Regions from separate parts of the Mus musculus genome. Here all the other regions are linked to region 2. A link is a contact called in public HiChIP or PLAC-seq and promoter capture Hi-C data. All regions are on one chromosome and are shown on one strand. Each heading gives the region's core, a stretch centred on a gene start, on an enhancer-like site or on the middle of the called end of the contact. The rest is flanking DNA. Distances are from core to core; before and after follow the strand shown. Region 1 holds the start of Smyd4 (SET and MYND domain containing 4). Region 2 holds the start of Inpp5k (inositol polyphosphate 5-phosphatase K). Region 3 holds the start of Rph3al (rabphilin 3A-like (without C2 domains)).

What was found. Promoter capture Hi-C pulls out the DNA fragments that hold promoters and counts their contacts. HiChIP or PLAC-seq counts read pairs in DNA pulled down with a chosen protein or histone mark.
Region 1: a contact with region 2 is called in a promoter capture Hi-C map of pre-B cells, with 2.4 times the contacts expected there. The contact joins the promoter of Smyd4 here to the promoter of Inpp5k in region 2. A contact is called at or near these places in 9 of 39 promoter capture datasets (the C10 cell line, cranial neural crest, embryonic stem cells and 5 more), 1 of 15 datasets of contacts at CTCF or cohesin (the NIH/3T3 cell line), 6 of 115 datasets of contacts at active chromatin or transcription factors (the 230-238 cell line, effector CD8 T cells, extraembryonic endoderm stem cells and 3 more) and 3 of 9 other capture datasets (adipose tissue, liver and pancreatic islet).
Region 3: an H3K4me3 HiChIP or PLAC-seq map of bone marrow-derived macrophages shows a contact between it and region 2, with 4 times the contacts expected there. The contact joins the promoter of Rph3al here to the promoter of Inpp5k in region 2. A contact is called at or near these places in 1 of 39 promoter capture datasets (pre-B cells), 3 of 484 Hi-C or Micro-C datasets (the Ba/F3 cell line, the G1E-ER4 cell line and pre-B cells), 1 of 115 datasets of contacts at active chromatin or transcription factors (bone marrow-derived macrophages) and 1 of 9 other capture datasets (pancreatic islet).

The regions. Positions count from the first base shown.
Region 1 is chr11:75,346,763-75,350,069 of GRCm38.p6, reverse strand. Smyd4 (SET and MYND domain containing 4) reads right to left here and starts at 1,637. Exons shown (of 11, transcript NM_001102611.1): 1 at 1,319-1,637; 2 at 256-401. The coding sequence starts at 389. It overlaps Rpa1 (replication protein A1), which reads left to right and starts at 1,687. Exons shown (of 17, transcript NM_026653.2): 1 at 1,687-1,844. The coding sequence starts at 1,812.
Region 2 is chr11:75,629,706-75,632,931 of GRCm38.p6, reverse strand. Inpp5k (inositol polyphosphate 5-phosphatase K) reads right to left here and starts at 1,912. Exons shown (of 12, transcript NM_008916.2): 1 at 1,735-1,912. The coding sequence starts at 1,832.
Region 3 is chr11:75,909,694-75,912,897 of GRCm38.p6, reverse strand. Rph3al (rabphilin 3A-like (without C2 domains)) reads left to right here and starts at 1,839. Exons shown (of 8, transcript NM_029548.4): 1 at 1,839-1,948. The coding sequence starts at 1,872.

The sequences.
Region 1 (3,307 bases), core at 388-2,887, 280 kb after region 2:
AGTGACAGCACTGGGACGACAGCAAGATACTAAATTACTTAAGTATAACACATACCAAAAGAGGAAAGCAGTTATGCCTACCCATTCTATAATCACAGACTAGGGAGAAACGTGAAAACCAACAGTAACTGCTAAATGCCCCATACTATAAAAAATATAAAGCTACTCTCTCCTATAAAAAAGAGATATTCAGACCAAATGACAAGGCAGAACATTTTCCAGACCAAAATTTCCCTGAAGTTTCCATTCACTTACTGAAGAAGGGAAGAAGAAGGAAGGAAGATGTCGCTCAAAGTCTCTGCTGTAGAAATTGTGTCCTGCACAGACTTCGGGAGTGAAGCCCACTTCTTAAGTAGGTAGGACTTCCATTCATCCACCGGTAGATCCATGCTGCCGCAGCTCTGTAAAGTCAGAACATGAAGATTCAGCTTTCTATTAATGCATAGTTCTAGAAAATCGAGATTTCATCCTACCAAGTGACACGCAACCAAAATCATTTCTTCTGGGGTTTTCTATAGCTGTTGATATGCTGAAGGAGAGTTAATCTGTGGTGTGGTACCAATTCACCCAGACATATTCTTTGGAACTGTTTGAGAAACTATAGTAGGTTGTGGTTGTACAAACAGAGATCAAAATACCAGTAGATGGCTACTATTCCAGTCTTTCTAGACCTGTTTACCTTAGTTGCCCAAAGTTTTCCAGACTTCTTACTCCAGCAACTATGAAGTTAAATATTTTCATTTCTTAGACGGCTCAGTTTTCTGTTTTGATCTCCAGGTCTTTCTTTCAGTTCATATAGCCTCTCTCCCTTTTTATTTTTATTACTTTTTTTTTTTGAGACCGGATCTTATGTTAGCCTGGCTGGCTTCGAACTCAGAGATCTGCCTGCTTTTACCTCGAATGCCACCACGCCTGGGTCCCAAATTTTGATTTTTCAGGGTCTCATTTAGTTCAGGTTGACCTCGAACTCAACGGTGTTAAGGGTGACCTTGAACTTTTGCTGCTTCTACATCCCAAAGGCTGGGATTACAAACAGATCAGAGCCAGCCAGCACGCCAGGCTCTCCAATACTTTTGCATAGGCCATTTGGGCTTTTAGGAACATCACTATCCTCACTGGAATCCACCTGACAAATTTCTACACACACTTTAACTCAGTTCAAACCGCATCGCCTCTCGAAAGCCTGATTGATTTTTGACCCCCACTCTGGAGCTCCACATGTGTGGCCCATATCGCGTCTACCATCCTTGAGGCTGGGTTCCTTGCGGCCACAACTCTCAGGTGGAACTCAAGAGGGCGGAGACTGAGTCTGATTTACCTTGTTTATCCCACAGTGCCAAGCTCTGGGCCTGGCACCGGCGCCGGGCACGCACTGCGTGAAGAAGTACCCAGGTCACTGCTTTGACTATATTTAGCAGCAGTTACCAGGGGAGAGCTCCGACTGTTCCCTGGGTTGCCATTCTGTCTGTCCGCCAAAGGACTGGGCGGGCAAAGTTCCGACAGCTGGCGGGGGAACAACTCAGTAGCACCGCGCTGACACAGGCGCACTGCGACCCAGCGCCCCGCCCTCACGTCCCGCCATCCCGCCACTAGGCCTCGAACCCGGCCTCGGAAGAGTCACGTGCTCTGCCTGCCGCGCGGTAGCCAATGCGGTGGCTATCGGCGTCTAGGCCCGCCCCTCGCACCGCGCTCACGCTGGGGGCGGATCGGCACGCACAGTTGCTCTAGCCAATCGTTGAGCAGCCCGCGGGACCCCGGCAGAGAAGCTCAGGCGGTGCAAGAGCGCGAGCGCGGGAGTTAGCGGTGCAGCCATGGTGGGACACCTGAGCGAGGGGGCCATCGAGGTAAGGAGACGACCCTGAGCGGGCTCGATGGCCCTAGCAGCGCGGCCTTGGAGCGGTGCAAAGAGGACCCGGGGAGGGAGCCGCTGTCGATCGGGAGAGCGTCAGGGAGGAAATTATACGGCCGCGGGGGAGCATCCCGGGGTCTCTAAGACCATCAGAGGATGCTGGAGGCAACCCGGTACTGGCAGAAGAACTCACGAGTTTTTTTAGTTTGTTTACATCTAAGAAAACAAGACAAATAAACATGCCGCTGTCTATCTTCGGCGGCCTCTGTTTCCTCCCTTTCTCCATCACCCCAAACTTTTTGGACTTGTTTTCGGCTGTTTTACTTCTTTTACATCCTCCTAACTCATTATTGCTACTAGACATCTCTCTGGTCACGAGAGAGAAAACGCTGACCGAAGTCACCAGTGGCTTCCCAGTAGCCAAATCAGAAGACATTTTAAAATTTTTCAGCCGACCTAATTGTTTGAGCTTGTTGGCTTCTTTCTGCTAACACTCCTCTCTTGCTAGTGTTCTGTGTTTCATGTTGACAACTTTTTCCTTATTTTACCGGCAAACCCCATAGATTTTTTTGTCGAGCCAAGGCCCTCTGCAGACTAGTTTATAGCCCTTCACCTGCATGTTATTAATTCTTTCCTGCTGAGCTTCCTTCGATCTGCCCTCTATCTTCAAAGTCATTTTCAATTGAACATATATCAGAGCAAATCCTTTATGTCCCTCTAAGTCTGAATTTTAAAAAAGAGTGTGTGTGCGCGTGCGCCAGTGTGTAGTATGTACACATATGTATGACATCTTGGGGATGGCGAATGTGCGTCGGATGCCAGAGGACAACTCTGGGACGTTGTTTCTCTTCCCACTCCGCTGTGGATTCTGTGGATTGAGCTCAGGTAGCTGGGCTTACACAGCAGGCACCTCTACCACAGAGCATCCTTTTGCCCGACTCTGGACACCTAGTCCATCACCAGTTGAAGTATATTTTAACTCCACACTTAACTTTTCCATCCCCACTGGAATAGTCTTTTTTTTTTTTAAAGATTTATTTATTGATTATATGTAAGTACACTGTAGCTGTCTTCATACACTCCAGAAGAGGGAGTCAGATCTTGTTACGGATGGTTGTGAGCCACCATGTGGTTGCTGGGATTTGAACTCCTGACCTTCGGAAGAGCAGTCGGGTGCTCTTACCCACTGAGCCATCTCACCAGCCCTGGAATAGTCTTTTGTTGGCTGAACTAGTCAATTTCAGTCAGCACACTCTTCTCACAGTCTCCTTGCCAGGCCTTGTTTGTTTTTTTCTTTTTAAATATATTTTTGCTCTAGAGGCCATTGATAGTTCCAGTTTCTTTTGCTACCACAGTGTTCCTGTTCAGCTCAGTTGTTACTGAGTTGGTTGGCAAAGTAACTAGCCCAAATCCATGCATTTGGAGACTCCAACTCCTTTTTGTTCACTTATGTATGGC
Region 2 (3,226 bases), core at 663-3,162:
TGAGGCTGTGTCTCACTATGCAGCCCTGGCTGGCCTCAACTCCTTACGGAGATCAGCCTTCTTCTGCCTCCTAAATTCTGAGATTAACGTTGTTAATCTCACTATGCCCAGCTTGCTTCTGCATCGTGTGGTAGGAAAGAGGAAAAGGAGCAGTGGATTACCCAGCTTTCACCTTCCCTTTCATGCCTGGAAAGCAGGAATCTCTTCCCTCCCTCCAACTGGCTCTTCTAGGCAGGTTTACAGTCGCCCATAGCTGGCAGTACCTGGCACAGAGCTGCCAAAGGGAGCTCAAATGCCATTGGCCAGAAGGAAAGAATGATTGCGTTTGAGAGACAGGAACCTATTAGCCCCTCCAGCTACAGAAACCTCACTCATCCTCTGTGGCCCAGTCAGCAACTCTGCATGCTTACTCCTCAACCTATGGGTTCCCAAGAGCACCGAGAGGGAATTGGAGGTTGACTGAGCATGGCCATGTGCTTCAGAGCTACGAGAACAGAAACTCAGAAAGAGAGAGGCTGACAGCGTATTCCCTTCCCCTCTCCTACCTTGCAGATCCTTGGCACACAACAAATCCTGCCAAGGCCTTCACGTAGCCTAGGGACAAGTTTCTGAGTAACAGGTTTCTTATTATCTGTCTCACGAGTCTACTCTCTCTTGGGACAAGTCGCCAGTTGGTACATAACATTCCAACCTCCGCTCTCCACAAGTCTCAGTATCAGGAGAAATAATCAACAGCTCTTAAATACCACCACATCCATCACAAGTTCAGAAAAGCGAAGACTTAGGGAGACCTTCAGTGAGGGTGTTGCTATAGCAACACTCCAAGAAGCCCAGACTGTCTCCAGGACAGAGCAAGCAGGAGCTCAGACTCTACAGATGAAACCTGAGTTCCAAGAATACCGAGGCACTGAAGCACAAGATCCCGCAGAGCCACCCAAAAAGGGGAGGGGGGCATTTCCTTCTCCACCAGAGCCTGTTCTTAAAGTGTGACTTGTAAACAAAACAAAACAAAAAAATTCCTGGTTAGCTTCAAGCAGCTCCCTGCCTCTCCCTATGAATATAAACAAAATAATACAAAAACCTTCCTCTCAAGTCCTCTGAGAGACTGTCATTTTGTCTGTTTACAGTCTCCCCCTGCTGTCCGGCAGGTAACCGGTTTCTTTACTCAGTGGCTCCTTGTATTCCCACTCTAAGTGGATAAAAAATAAAACTCGGGATTTGGCATCCCAATCCTCAACTTTGATGATTAGTAACAAATCCATGCACCGCGAATTACGCTCAATTGGACGATTAGCAGTGTTCCTCGTGATTTAAGAGCGGGCATGAGACCAGGCTTTACCTCGCTAAAGGATCTTATCTAAATCTGATTTCGGATTTCTAGAGATCACAGCCCGATCAAGAAGACCCCATGATGTACTGCTGAAAAACAGGAACAAAACTTCTAATCTACAACTGTAGGGGCAAATGTTGGTCCTTAGCAATCTAACCCTGTCTGCTCCAAGAATCAACTGGACACTTGCTTGGGGAGCATCTGCAGTGACCAACTCGGCAGCCAAAGTTTAGAGCGTGCATCAATCCTAACATAGCCCTTTCAGTACTGGCCTGACAGAATTCGGGTATCTAAACTAGGGCAGCCTTGATCCTACTGTGGTTTTGAAATCCAGCCCCACAAATCAGACTGGGCTGAAGACAGCTAACCGCCAGGAACCGACCGGCCTACACCTGCGTCCTCACCTGAGTGCAAAGCCTTTCGGTGCGCTCGGCCTCCTTAGACTCACAGCCGACATTATTCCCTCGCGGTAACCCGGTGTGTTCCTGTCTCCGTGCTGCATCTAGTGCGAGCCGGAGCAGCCCTTGGTCTCCGGTCTCAGCAGCACTGCTCCCTCCGGATTGTTTTTCTTCCGGATTCGGACTGCGCTTCGGCTTCCGTAGGAGGTGGATCCAGAGTGTCTAGGGTTTTGGGGTGCGGTTGGAGGACAGAGGCGGGGCTTTACAGCAGAGCGAACCGCCCAGAGGCGGAGCTGAGCCAGGCTCAGAGAGGCGGGCTCTACATGTCATCCACTCCCGACGCCATACCGCCGGCCCGGACGCGGGAGTGGGCGGTGGCGGGGCCACCTAGGCTCCGCATTCCCAGCCTGCTTTGCGCAAGGGCGCGGGCGTGAGGAGCGTTGAGGGCGGAAGTTGCTGCGGCTCGAGGACTCGGGCTGCTTCGTGATCGTCCCGCAGCGTACGGTCTTCGCTGTCGCCTGCCCACCCTCAGAAACCGGGAGTGGACAGGATGGGGAGCCTCACTGTAGTCTGTTCGGCCTCTCTCGCCCACACTATAAGTAATTTCTCATGTTCCTTGGCGCCCTCATAGGGGTCAGAGAACACTTCCATTCATTTAAGTGACTTGGTGATCGTCATTTAAAAAAATTTTTTTTTCCATCTGAGACAGTCTTGCTAGTAAGTACTGGGGCTTGTTATACAGACCAAGTTGATTTTCCGACCTCAGCTGAGATTACACCACCACGCCCAACTTGAAACTAGTTTTGCTGAATACAAAGCAAAATAATTTAGGATCCCCGAGAGCTATCAGTGAATGAAAAACAAGCCGTTGCTATTTGGTGTATATTCATGGTGACTGTTTACTTTGCCAGACACTTCGATTTATTATTTCCTTTAGATCTCTGGGTCTTAATTTTTGAGGGGTAGGGGGGATAGTGCATGGGGTTGTTTTTACAGTTATGACTTCCCCCAGGGAAATGGGAGTGTTGTTTTAGCACACTGTAGTACCAGCTACCCAGTGATGCCTCAAGAACCCACAAAAGCTCCACTACCTGAAATACATGTTCTGGAACCCGGTGTAGTGATGTTATTTCCAAAACTCACCGAGATTGGTTACTCCAAGTTTGAGTCCAGTTTGGGCTACCTTAAAGTTTCAGGGCATTCGAACTGTGCTGTGATTCATTCTCAAAATGGAAGGGAAGGGGACAACTTCTACCAAGTCTAACTAACCACCTGAGCTTTACCCCTGGATGGAAGACAAGAATCACAGTTGTAGCCATAAACACAGTAATAAAGCTGAAAGTACTGGAGAGGGCTCACAAGTTAAGAGCACTTACAGACCACTGAAGTTGGGTTTGATTCCCTTCACCCACACGGTGGCCCATAATCATTCTAATTCCAGTTGCCCTTTCCCCTCTCTGGGTACTAAGCATGCCAGTGGTGCACATTAACCTCGTCC
Region 3 (3,204 bases), core at 590-3,089, 280 kb before region 2:
AATATCAATAGCTATAACTCATATATTTTGGAATGCTCCCAATTGTCTTTCTCACCGTATGTGTAAGATGGTGATCCTATGTATGGCACATATGTGGTCAGAGGACAACTTGGGAGTTGGGTCTCTTCATCCACCTTGGAAATTTCTTGGAAATGAACTTGGATTGTAGGCTTGCAGAGGAAGCACTTTACCTGCCAAGCCATCTGCCAACCCAAAAAGATTTTTTAATAACATCTAATGAGCTGGAACCCACATATTGTTAGCATCACCCCTATCTAATTCCAGAATATTTCCATCAGTTCATAAAGAAACCCTAAAGCCATTAGCTGTCACTGTCGTCCTGTGCCTATTAATGGCCATTAGTCTACCTCTGTGGCTTTGCCATTCTGGACATCTCTATAGGCAGCACCAGATCATACGTGATCTTCTGTACAAGCTTGGCTTCTTCTCTTAGTGTAACATTTGGGCTATTGGGAATAACAGTGACTTAAGAATATTTGTACCCATGTCTATGAGGACGTATGTTTTAGTCCTCTTGTGGTTGGTACTTAGGACAACTGAGTTTCCGAGCCATATGGCAAGTATGTGGTTAACATTTTGAGAGAATAGCAAACAAATTTCCAGCCTCAATGTTTTTTTTTTTTAATTTCATGTATATGTGTGTTTTGCTTATGTGGATCTATGTGCATTTATGCAGTCCCTATGGAGACCAGAAGAGGGCACCAGAACCCCTGGGACTGGAATTACAGGTGTCTGTAAACCACCTTGTGGGTGCTGGGAATCAAACCTGGGTCCTCTGGAAGAGCAGCCAATGCTTTTAATCACTGAACCACATCACCAGCTTTCTCCATCAATATTCTTTTGTAGAATATAAAGAGGCTCTGAATTTTCAATCCACTGGACTGGATTGGATGAAATCAAAGGCTATCCTTATGCATACTGACCCAAGTCTCTTTTTCTTCTCAACACATGCACACACTCACACACGCATGCACACACTCACACACACACACACACGCACACATGCACTCCATTTAGGAGGCACAAGCAGCGCCTTTGTAATAGGCAGCCTGAGTTAGCCCTTGGCTCAGTAACACACAGAAAGCCAGCTAAGCTGCACTACTTACGTTGAGCCATCAGGTTCTAAAGAAGGTTCCTTCCTGCAGGGTTTGCAAGATATCCCTTGTGGACGATGACTTTTTAAAGTGCCTAGTGGAGGTACTGGCTGCCACCCCATGCCTTGCCCTCTGGAGAACACCCTGGGGTCTCTTACGGAGCAGAGCACAGGCCTGTAAGCTTCCACTCTGGTCCAATGAAGGTTGGGGAGGTTGAGGGGACTCATGAGCTTGCCTGTGTCTCTCTTTGGGATGTTCTCAGGGCAGTGGGGCTGTGTGGGAAAGGGCAGAAGCTGATGCTCTGCAGGGCTTGCCAGCTGAGTTGAAAGTTGCTGAGATGGTGCCTTCTCTCCCTTCTGATTCTCACCCTCTGATGTCATTGTCTACTCTGGTCACTTAGCGATGTGATGCACCTAGCCACCTGTCCCAAGATCCCGAGCCTTTGGAAAAGGAGCTCTGAGTAAGGCTTTTGCTGGAGGAGTTAAGAGTGTAGCATCGCCAGGCAGTGGTGGTGCATGCCTTTAATCCCAGCACTTGGGAGGCAGAGGCAGGAGGATTTCTGAGTTCAAGGACAGCCTGGTCTACTACAGCCAGGGCTACACAGAGAAACCCTGTCTCGAAAAACCTTAAAAAAAAGAGTGTAGCATCAATGGTCAGCAGGGATCGGGATTCCCGTCAACACCCCAGTCACTAACATGTGCTTCCCTTGTCCTCCTGCCTCAGATGTGACTCCTGCCCTGGGCTGTGCTCCCCGTCATGGCTGACACCATCTTCAGCAGTGGAAATGATCAGTGGGTTTGCCCCAACGATCGGCAGCTTGCTCTGAGAGCCAAGTAAGCATCTGTGGCCTGCAGGAGTGGCCCTTCCCTCCCTCTCCACCTGCTGCCCTCTTCCCCTCTTCCCAGTCTTTTGCAAGTTTTGCTCCCCAGGGAGGAGTTTGGAGAGAGGCGGATGTCAAATGCACACCACTCTCGGCCCATGCTTATGTATTACTCACCACGAACTAACATGTTCCCATTTCTCAGATAAGGAAAATGAGGCCTTCACTCCTTGCCCGTGTCCCTTGTCAGTGGCTGGGCTGGAACCTACATCCAAGTCCAGCTGACTCCCACACCTGTGCTCTTTCACAACAGCCCACAGGGAGCAAGACTTCCCCATTGGGCCTGCTCTTGTCCCTGAGCCTGGCATAGAGGGGCAATACAGAGCACATGCCTGTTCCCTGAATGAACAGCTCACTTCAGTAGAGACCACCGCTGGCTACAGCATCTTTCCTACGTCCTTAGTGGGGTCTGTGTCCTTCTGTGATTCCCTTGTGTCTTTTTGGAGGTCTTCATTTTCCTATTACCCCTCAGACTAGTGACCCTTCAATTTTGGTTGGGCCTGGCCTGCCCCCCCCCCCGACACACACACACACACACACACACACACACACACACACAGTGTCCCTGTGGCTGAGCCTCTCAGATGCCCCTCATGCCCTCTAGTCTGTTCCAGATCTCTGGTGGGTGCCATCCCTGGCTCTGATAGGACAAGAACATCCCTGCAGCTATCAGACTGTGTTGGCATCAGAAGCCAGCATTTCCCAACTGGGACCAAGCTTAAGAAATTCGCAATTAGACGTTAGAAGCCTGTGGGAGTCAGAGCTGAGACATCAAAGGTGGATAGAAAAATCCATCTGAAACGCTCAGGAAGAATGGCGTCGCATGTGATGTGTGAGCATCCTTGCTCTCCTCCATCTGGGTGCCTCAGCCCCCCCCCCACCTCACCCCTGCAGAGAGAATGACTAGGGATGAGATTGGTCCCACTCACCATCTCTGATGCCAGGCCAATTAGGTGCCCTCTCTGGCAGGGTGCACATTGCTGGGAGACCTCAGCTCTTGGACCTCGTCCAAGAGCCCAGCTGTCCCTTGACCTTCCAGCATCCCCTTCATTCCCAACTTTGTCTCTCATTCACCAGCTGCTGAAGCTGTCCTAGCCTCTCAGAAGAGCCAGTGTGTCTCCTCCCAGGTGTGTGTCTGAGAGACAGATGCCCGTTGCAGAGCTAGACATCGAGTCCAGTAGACCCCCTAGGAAACACAGAGAGTTTTCC